3 separate regions of the Gossypium hirsutum genome follow, and regions 1 and 2 are each linked to region 3. Evidence: chromatin contacts called from public Hi-C data. All regions are on one chromosome and are shown on one strand. The core of a region is the stretch at or near the end of the contact, and the rest is flanking DNA. Distances in the headings are between cores, read along the strand shown.

Region 1 (3,540 bases), core at 943-3,442, 180 kb after region 3:
ATTTTTTATTGTATAAAGATAATATTTATATTTACAAAAATTATCATATTATCTAAAAGAATTACAAATTTTAAAAATTGATAAAAATAGATTTCATTCAACAGAGAAAAATTATTTCTGAAAATTAATTTACTCTTTTAAAAAAGTATACTACATTTTTGTCAAAAGGATGCATGTTTAGATACCAAAATACTACTTATTTCAGATTGGGATGCCACATTCGAATGCGTGTCCGATTTCATGTTTTGTAAAAAAATTCTATGTTTTGAATTTTGGACAATAATTTAAAAAAAATACATATTCAGAAGAGGTTATAATTTCAATTTAAATCTTGAGTTGAAGATAAATACATTTGCGTATTTTTATTTTTTTGTTTGAACTATGTAACTAGAGGTAAATATGTAATTTTAAACAAAAACCTTTTAAATTTAATTGATTTTGATTTTTATAATTTTTAATATTTTAATTTTTTAGATTTTTAATAAATTTTAGATAGTGATATCATTGTGACATCATCATTGTCAAGTGTCAAATATTGGACTTTGGGGTGTCAATTAATTATTAGAAGCAACATGAAAAGGTTAAAAACAGTTAGTTTTAAGTATTATTTTGTATAACAGAAATGAAACAAATATCAATTTTAAGAAAAAAATAAATATTGATGCGAAACATATATATATATATATATATATATAAAAGGATGTAATTCACTAAGATGTTGTGTTGAGTATATAATTTATAACGGAAGATTTTTTTTGTTTTTGGTGATTTTATTACTGATATATACAAACCCATATCTCAAAGTTAGGACACAGAAAAAGCATTCAACAAGGAAATTAATTAGTCGAAAAGCCTAAAACAAGGGAAAATTTGGCATTACCCCACTCATCTTTCTCACAATGTTGATGTTAGATGAAAGCTAAAAATCATATATCCGGCAAAGTTGGAAGGATTTTACTAACAACGGTCTTTTTTAAATATTGTGCCCTTTAGTTCTTTTTAATCTTTTACCACATGGCTGACACATAAAATGGGAAAAAATTGTCAACAAGTTAATCATTGGTTTTTCACATGAACCCTAATTAAGAATCATGTGATCCCCAAATTTGATTCAATAGGACCGATGTTACAGTTAGTAGTTACATGTCTTTTACCTTTTGCCTGTGCAAACCCATATCCCTTCACACCCAAGACTTACTCGTCATCATATATATATATTAAGGGTCACTTTTTGAGCACATCATTATCCAAGCATGACAGTCTTTGTGTTCTTTTTTCTCTCCAATATATATGTTATGCTTTGAAGGCGGGGACCTAGATTTTGGGTTCTCGTGGCCCATAAATCTCACTTTCTGAAGGCCTTAATTCTTCTCTTCATCAACACTAATTTTCTTTTGTGCTCCCTCAACTTTTGTTTTTGTTATTGTCAAAGTTTATATATATTGGATTCCTTTTCCTTTTTGCACTTTTATCGGTTATGGCGGGCCATTGCTCTTCATTTTCTTTAACGGTAAAAAAGATGGCGCCAGCGCCAATTTCTCTTAACCTGAGGGTATGGGTGCTTTTCTTCACTTTTAATATAAATTAAGGTTAATATGCTATTTGGTACACGTGTTCATTTTTTATATTCAATTTAGTATTTAAGTTATTTTTTTTTATCCCAAGTTGGTACCTAAGTTTGGCTACAATGCTCACTTTGGTACTTACTGTTTTTTTTTTATCTTACATCAATTTGGCTTAAATGTTCAATCCCCCAACTATGTACTTATGCTTTTTTAACTAGAAGATACAATCAAACATTTACCGAATTACATATTTGGTCTAAATACTAAATTCAAGTATGAAATAATAATGATAAGCTTTAGTGGAGTCCTTATCAAAATCAATACCTACATTTGGATGTTAGTGTTTTTGATTTTGAATTTCTCCAAACATACACTTTTTCGACCATCTTTTCTTGATTCTTAATCTCGAATATGTTTGAAGGTTTTCATAGGTTAGGTTGTAGTTGTATTTACAATTAAACCGGTGAAGGGGTAAAGTGGGTTGAAGATGCAAACTCAGCAACAAAGAGAAACTTTAAGGAACCAACCAACAGACAACTGTATTCAATATCCTTGTCTCTCACATCATTGCCTTCAACTTTCATTTTATCCTGTTTAATTTCACACGTCACTCTCTTTCAAAGAAAATAAAAAACTTGAAATGGCCTGGTTGGTTCAGATCAGATCAACCTAATCCCAAACCAAGTTCATGGTATTTACTGAAAAGGCCTCTATGTCAAAGCTGGGTCAAGTGGGCTTTTAGTTGGAAAATTAAAGAAAACGAAAGGGCCTCAATGTCAAAGCTTCAGCCCAATTTCTTCATCTCTTTTCTTCTTCGCTAACCCTGTTTTACAAGCTTACTGCCTCCACTCTGCTCAAACAAAAACAACCCCTTCCTCTTCTTTTGTCCTTTAAACGTAACAATTTCATGATCTAGAAAATGGGATTTGGGGCTTTAAGAAGTATCGTTCGACCACTATGTCGGACTCTCCTACTATCCCAGGCTTCCCCTGCTTCTGGAACTATGTCGACTCTCCCTTCTTATTTGTGCCCAAAATCCTGTTTGAATTCCCTTTTGTGTGGGTCTATTTACCGCCAATCTCCATGGATCTCGATGTCCAATCAGTTGCATAGCTTAACCAATACTCGTTTCCCAAAGAGAAGGCCTCAAGACAAGGCACGCCGAAAAAGAGCCAGCTTGAAACCTCCTGGTACCTCACTTAACATCCCTTCATTTTGTCTTTCAATTTTTAATTAATTTACCTTTTCAGGATTTATTTTTGCGATTTTTTTGTTCCTAACTAGTAGGGTTTATGTGCAATTAGGGTTTTTAGAAAGCATTTTTTTCTCCCCTTAGAATATGCCTAATTTAACAAAAGAAAATACCCAAGTTATTGGTGAAACAAATGGGGAAAAGAACCGGGAAATGCTAATGAATTTAAGAATGCAGGGCCATATGCATGGGTGAAGTATACACCAGGGGAGCCTATTCTTCCAAATAATCCTAATGAAGGGAGTGTCAAAAGAAGGAATGAGAAAAAGAGAATGAGGCTGCGCCGTGCGTTTAAATTGGTTTGTTTTCCATAAATCACATTGAAAATAGTTCTACTGATATGAGGTTCGCATGGCAATCATCAAATTTGTAGTGTGTTTGGTTTTTATGGAATTAAATGGGAACACAATGAGGAAGGAAGTGGCTTATGTTGCATGCATTATCAACCATTTTTCCTTTTAAGTAGAAGTTGCATCCAAATCTCCTATATCCATCTGAGTATAGTAATGCTGACTTGAAATTAATGGTTGGATTTTGAAGCTACAATCTGCTTAACTGGTTACCTTGTCCGATATATTTAGAAGAAATCAAGAAGTTAAATATTTGATAAATGTTGCCTGTAAGTAACCTTTTAGTTAGTCAATAGAGAGTTTGGGGCTTGAAATGAGGAATAGGTTCATCAGTGTGTAAGTTATTGAGAGAAAATTTGTCCTAATACTTGCA
Region 2 (3,543 bases), core at 214-2,713, 170 kb after region 3:
TGAGTATTGATAAGTAAGAATAGCGCCCACGACGGGAATTAGTGCATATCTACTAAAGAAAAATAATTCTTCCTCATTTATGTGTGCAAACTTTGGAGCTTTTTGCTAGGAATGCAGCATTTCTTATCATTCATCAGCACTGAAAGGAGATCAAGAATACCAGCATGACAATCTGAGAGAGGCATTAACATGGGATGATGCGCTAGAAAAGGGCATTCAAGAGTTCCAACATCGGCCGTACAACCTTTTCACTTGCAACTGCCATTCGTTTGTAGCAAACAACCTGAACAGGTTAGGCTTTCATTCGGGTGGGTGGAATGTAGTTAACCTTGCTGTTCTCATCTTCCTCAATGGTCGGTGGGTGAACAAAATAGCAGTTTTGCGATCTCACTTGCCATTTGTTGTTGTATCCGGTATTGGACTAGTGTTTGGTGGCACAACATACCTGTCTCTGTTGGCCCTCCTTGTATTCCTTCTTGTTGGTTGGTTCCTTCTCGGTACTTACTGTTTCAAGAACTTGATCTATTTGTAGCTTTTACCAGAAACCAATGCAAAGAATGAAGGGATATGTCAATTTTTGTATGTGACATTGATGGAGTCGATAAAGATGGAATATTTCATTTACAGAGTATAGTTTTAATTTTCAATACTGACAATCTCTTTTAGTGAACGGTGAACCATTTGCAAATCCCAAGTCAAATTGGCTTGTAACATTGAGATATTGTTGTAATATTTTTTATGTATTCAAAATATCTTAAAATTTCTAAAATTTAAGATTTTGATCCATTGATATATGGATTTAATATTATTTGTGATGATGTTTTTTGTTTTAATTATTATCAAACTTTTACCTCATCTTATGTTCACGCTTCTTTTCCATATATTTTAGTGTCATGGATTCATGTTATTTCTCGTGTTGTGTTCATGTTTGTGTTAGTTTCGTGCTTTAAGGGTATTGCAAACTTGTATATAATTTTTCACACCTTAAAAATTCGTTTTGTGTATATTTTAATAACGGGGATGTGTTTATGTTACTCTTTGTGTTGTATTATATTTTTATGTAGTTTTTCATAGTGATTTAATCTAGAAATTCTATCATAGTATCTAGAAATTATATATCTAAATAGAAAAGGTATGGTTTGAAACTAATAATAATAATAATAATAAAGCTTTGGTTGTTGTGTTTAAATTTTAAATAATAATATAAATATAGATTTTTAATGGGCTTGCAAACTTTATATCAATATAATTGACTAGTTCAACAATTCTGTCTAATCTAATGGTTGAACTTGAAACACTAAAGCGTATAAAGACGTAACCGTAAAAATCTGGAAGCTAAAACTAAACGTGTTGAATGGGAATACATATCCGTATGGGTACAACCCTCTTCGTACAATAATGGCAAGATCGTAATTACAACCAAATCTAGGTCTATGGCCCATGGCCAAAACCAAAACCTTTATTTACTTATTTATTTGTAAATAGAGCGGCAGAGAAGACTTATATATTTTTTTAAGCAAACAGAAAAAGCAGAGCTTTGAATATCTAAGCAAAAATGGCAGCAGAGGAAGGTCAAGTAATCAGTTGCCACACCGTTGATTCATGGAAGGAGCAACTTCAAAAGGGAAACCAATCCAAAAAGCTGGTAATTTTATTTTAATGAATCCCTTTCCCCCCCATATATTTAGTGTTAGATTCATGATTATTTTTAATGTTTCAGATAATGTGTCTGATCTGTTTTCGTTTGCTTCATATCATATTATATTTATGATTTGGTTGTTTTATATGTATAAATCTAGATTTTTCTATTTAAAAAATTCCACGATCCGTAAAGTTGAAGCCTCTTAAACACTAAAGCCATTTTCTGTTGATGCTGAAGCTTGCTTCTTCTATTTTTATTTTATTTTAAAAAATTCTCGGTTAATACAATATTAGTTAGTCAATTTCACATGTTAAAACTAGGAAATTTTGATGTGTTTGTTTCTAGGGAAAATTTGTTATAGATTTTGTAACACGTTTCCAATTAAAAGTTCTGAAGGACAGTATGCTGTAGTAACAGAGCAATATGATACATGTGAGTGACATTAATGAAATTTAAGGTTACTAGCTGGTGATGGTGATGACAAATCAATGTCGTATTTTAATGGTGACGTTGATGTTTGTTCTTTGTTTTTTACTCTTCTCCATTAACTTTTTCATCCTTTTTTATAACTTTAGCTTCTTCACAAACGTTATGTGAATTTGTACTTACATGGTAAATGCAGGTGGTGGTTGATTTCACTGCTTCATGGTGTGGACCCTGCCGTTTTATTTCACCCTTTCTGGCTGAACTGGCCAAGAAGTTTCCTAATGTTATGTTTCTTAAGGTGGATGTGGATGAACTGAAGGTAATGCAGATGCACAGTTAGAATCCGCAACTAAGAAGCGAAAATGTCTATCGAATTGTTTGTTTTTTTTCTTCATTTTGTTTTCAGGAGGTTGCTGCTGAATGGGATGTGGATGCTATGCCAACTTTCTTGTTCCTGAAGGAAGGAAAGGCTGTTGAAAAAGTGGTTGGTGCAAAGAAAGAAGAGCTTCAGCAGGCTGTGACAAAACATATGGCTACTGGTAGTACTTCTGCTTGATGGTGATAATTATTAGTGCTATCTTATCATATTTTTGAGGAACTTATTATCATGTACCTCATCTTTGATTTGCTGGTACTTAGCTAAACATCTCTATGTTAAACCCTAAGTTTATTCCTTTATATTTTGAGGTACTTTTATTTCCTTAACTACTATATGATACATAATCATATAAAGTTTGCTTGTTTTCATGGTTGATGTGATTTTGAGCATTTTCATTGCCCTTGAATTGTATGTTACTTCAAGGGTACCTATTCAGAAACTCATTTGATCTGTTTTTGTTCCTGATAACTATTTTCAATCTTCATGGGGCTGACATTGGTTTATTTGATACTTGGGGGGATTTATCAGTAGATAATTTGTCTATATATTGTCAATCTCCTCAAGTCATCTGATAAAAAAATAAATGATCACGCAGTTAGCTTTGATGAATTAGAAGCTTAGGTTTAGATGAAAGTTTTTCATATGTGAAACTTCATTTGGACTTTACTGGGTTGTACAGCTTTGCCAATTTATTTACCTCCTTGGTGACAAGAAGATTGAGATCGGGATACTGGGTTCTACAGCGGTCAAATGTCACCATTGCTGCCTGTTTGGTGGTGTGGGAACTGGGAAACATGGTTTAAGGATAACATTAGAAATTACAGCTGAAAAAGAAGACTTTTGGATTCAGGAACTGCACATAAAACAATGGCCATACTAGGAACCGCTCCCAACATGAACCTGATAGGGTTTCGATTTCCCCCCACTGATACAAACTGAAATCACACCAAATACAAATCTCTGTTTCACTGGTGCCCGTGTATCCGGTTATTAAAAGTCCGGGGACACATGCAAGACATTTCACCCTTCGGGCCTAAATTGAAGGACCCTAAGAATTTAGAAACTCACCTATCTTTCGATCACTAATTTACAGTAG
Region 3 (3,622 bases), core at 345-2,844:
CATCCAACTTTGAAGAATAAGTTGCAGCTTCTAAAGTACCAGGACACATATCTGAAACTAATGTCTCATGTTCTTTAGTCTTTGATGTATCATCTTCATGAACATCATTAGGAGAATTTAGCAAAAGTGAATTCACACTCTCATAGCAAGATTTATCAATAGCATCACCATCAAAGTTTAATAAAGCATCTGTTTCAGCTAAATCACCACCTGAGATAACAACTGAATTATTAATTTCATAGCCATCTTTTAACATCATATCTGAAGGAACAATATCATTTCCAGATGCACACATTTTCTTACCATCGACATCTTCAGGATGCACAATTTCACCTTCTACGTCCTGGCCTTTATCTAGAGGGCCATCATTTACTGGCATTACAGCTGCTGGAACATCTTCCATTGTTTTCCACAGCGGCATATCTGGTTGTGGCGATGAACATCCCACTGAGAAAGGCTTGATTTCCTCAACACCAGATGGATGCCCAAATTTAACTGAAGCCTCAAAAATGACATGAGGAGACCCGCTAGACACATTATTCTGTTCAAGGTTCTCAACTTTTTCACTAAAGCAATCCTCCTTCAAAGTTACTTTCAGGTCATTGTCTTGTGATCGTTTATCTACACAACCTATCCCTAAATCACAGAATCCAAATTGGTTTTGAACACAATCTTCTCGAGGTTCTACGAGCTCATCATAGCCACCTCTATTTTGCATGCAATCATTGCCATTTGGTGATCCAAGAAAACTAACACCACTCGAGTTCGTCACATGGTAATTACAGGCCCTCTTCCTCATAGCATAATACGATCTTCTAACGCTTTCGAATTTTCTTTTAGCACTTCCATTTTCAACAGAGTTATCACATTTACTTGATTTAGAATATAAATTAGAAGCAGATAATTCAACCTCAATCATACGAGCCGCCGCTTGATCGGAAATAACAGGATCATAAAGCAAAGCACGCCATCGATCTTGTAATTCTTTAACAGTAAACTTCCGTGAAAATCGAACCGCACCTTTTGCTAGTGCTTCCAATGAAGCACCGGACTGTAATTACCAAAATTTAAATTAATCATCAATTTCCACTAACCTTAGGGGTTTTATCTTGTCTCGTTTTAGACTTTTAGGTCAAGGAATGCAAAAGATTCGTTTAGAGAGTGTAAAATAGGAAATTACATTATGAGGAAAATTAGTAAGAGGAAGAAGAAAAGAGGTTACCTCAATGGCGTTCTTTAATAAGAGATCGTCTTCAGGGATCCAAGAGGAAGAAGAAGAAACTGAAGCAGGCAGAGCTGACATGGAATTTGATTTTTTTTTTTTGCTATTTATATATATAACGAAATGCAGTGGTTGGATTTACAAAAATGAATAATGAAAATAGAAATTTTCAAAAAAAAAGGAAAATAATAAAGATTTAACGGTTAACGGTTCATTTTTTTGTTTGGATTGTTGAATTTAGGGATCCGCCATGGAAATGAGGTTTGATTTTTTGTGTGTGTTTGGAGAGGGAGGTCTCTAAAGCTCCTTTCAGTAGTCTTTCGTCAGTCTCAGAAACGGACGGATCAGAAACGAAAACTTTCGAAGACGCGACGTCCCTGGGGGAACGCTCTCACGCGCTTGTGAAATTACTATCATACCAATGTTGCTTTTAAGCCCATCTCCAGATTTAAAAACCCAATCTGGATCTTGAACAAAAAAGGTTCCAAGTCCAGGCCCGGCCAGGTTTAAAACATTATACTCTTCATTGTATTAAAATACTCCAGTGGTACCTCTCTTAAATATAATATAATTCCATTTAAACCCTAAACCCTAAAATTAATAATTCAGTATAACATCTTAACACACCAAAATAATAATAACTTTAGGCTACCCAAATATTGACTACTCAACACAAAATTTTTTATTTCGTCCCTAAATACCTGTGTTCCTTCCGAAAGAATTTGTAAATGAGAGGTCACTATATAAATTCATGGTGGATGTATATGGTCCTTAAATCCAGAACTATCAACAAAAGATTTGTATTTACTGCACTCCACAACAATAAACCACATTAAAACCTTTGAAAATATAATTAGTTATACTTGAAACAAATTGCATTCTGTTCCCAGGTTTCTAGTGCGACGCAAGTGTGCATGTACTGCAAGATTTGTTTAGTTTTAAAACAGCATTTCCAAGCATTAACTTTTTAAAAAACAATTGGTTAGCATTTAAAGAATCAGGCCCCTCGGCCCTCTCTAACTGATTTCTTGGTGAATGACTTGGATGTGACATGGTATGAACATTGGATCTTTTGCTTTATGATTGAATCATTATATTATATTAACTTGAAATGGAATATTTTCTTTTTGATCAGAGGGGTTTTAAGATGGAGGCATATATCCAATAAGCTTAGTTGTAGATGGACCCGAAGAAATTTTAGACCCATTTTTTTGAGTTTAGATATGTTGGAAGATGAAGGAGCAAAGACAGAAGCATGGGGTGGAGATAAAAGGTGTTTAGACTTTTGGTCCAGAGAAGAAGCAACATAATGCTATTTAAAATGTCTGTCGTTTCAAAGACCCGGATGCAGATTTAGGTGGCACTCTTTTTTAAGCTTTAAAGTTGTCTTAAGAGACAAAAAAAATAAATAAATTGGGGACCCTAAACCACAACTGTTCCTATAAATCCACTTTGTTGCAGTAATTAAGTTTCAGAAAGGTCCTAAAAGACCTGAAACTTAATCCTTTCATTGCAGACATAAGATCCACCATGAATTCTTTCACAGGCTCAACAGCGTTTAGCTGAGATACTAACAGGAACTCAGCAAAAGCCTGTTTTGGGACCACATTAATTTATGCCCACAACTCCAAATTAAACTTAATATTATTGCTGCAGATGCCCACTGGTCAGTGGCCACAACGTACGCAGCAGATATCGACATATCCCCCGCACGCACCCTCACCATCTCTTAATGCCAGAATAGAATCCCAGTAGCCTTAAATGAGTTTTTTAGCCCTTCTCTGGGTTTTGCATTTCAACCAAAAATCCTTTTTATTTGCGTAATCATTGATTTCGTTTTCTTTCAGATAACTCCAAACTGCAAACTGCCAAAGCTTTTTCACTCATCTTTACTCCTTTTGCTTTATTATTTTATCCATACCAGGAGATTGGGGTAGGATAATAATTAAGATTTATAATAGAAAATGAAAGTGGGGGTTCCCGGTGGCAATTGCAGTACATAGTCCGATGGATAAAATATGAGCATAAATAAATAAAACTGGGGAGAATTTAGTGATTTCCCCTTCGCATTTTATTCATTTTCCAGTGATAGTTAAAAATTCCGGGGAACAAAATGAAAGTTGATGGAGAATCCACCTGAGTTTCATGCAAAAGTGGCAGTCATCACATGACAAAACCGACAAAAGTGAAGGTTTTTAGGAGCATTGAGCAATGGGGAAACAGTCTCAAATGCTCGACAACTCAACAGCTAAAATAGCATTATAATTTTACATCCCATCACCCAAACTGCCATCCGTGTTAAAAAGAATAAAAACATACCTCAGTCAGGCAATGGGAAAAAGAGATGATTTTCAGAAACTAAATTTTGTTCAAGGCTTCAATTCTTTTAAATGTCTTTTC

The links. Hi-C and Micro-C count contacts between places; a contact is called where the count stands out from the background.
Region 1: a Hi-C map of leaf shows a contact between it and region 3, with 4 times the contacts expected there. The contact joins the promoter of LOC107913037 here to the promoter of LOC107913027 in region 3. A contact is called at or near these places in 3 of 34 Hi-C or Micro-C datasets (leaf and seedling).
Region 2: a Hi-C map of leaf shows a contact between it and region 3, with 3 times the contacts expected there. The contact joins the promoter of LOC107913035 here to the promoter of LOC107913027 in region 3. A contact is called at or near these places in 8 of 34 Hi-C or Micro-C datasets (callus, leaf and seedling).

What each region holds. Positions count from the first base shown.
Region 1 is chrD11:21,685,479-21,689,018 of Gossypium_hirsutum_v2.1, forward strand. It overlaps LOC107913037, which reads left to right and starts at 2,193. Exons shown (of 3, transcript XM_016841474.2): 1 at 2,193-2,755; 2 at 2,995-3,116. The coding sequence starts at 2,485.
Region 2 is chrD11:21,668,202-21,671,744 of Gossypium_hirsutum_v2.1, forward strand. It overlaps LOC107913035 (thioredoxin H-type), which reads left to right and starts at 1,464. Exons shown (of 3, transcript XM_016841472.2): 1 at 1,464-1,645; 2 at 2,265-2,387; 3 at 2,475-2,813. The coding sequence starts at 1,556. The coding sequence ends at 2,624. It overlaps LOC107913034 (protein RTE1-HOMOLOG), which reads left to right. Exons shown (of 3, transcript XM_016841471.2): 3 at 110-647. The coding sequence ends at 532. It overlaps LOC107913033 (beta-galactosidase 3), which reads right to left. Exons shown (of 19, transcript XM_016841468.2): 19 at 3,273-3,543.
Region 3 is chrD11:21,501,573-21,505,194 of Gossypium_hirsutum_v2.1, forward strand. It overlaps LOC107913027, which reads right to left and starts at 1,595. Exons shown (of 8, transcript XM_041106482.1): 1 at 1,223-1,595; 2 at 304-1,051; 3 at 1-210. The coding sequence starts at 1,303.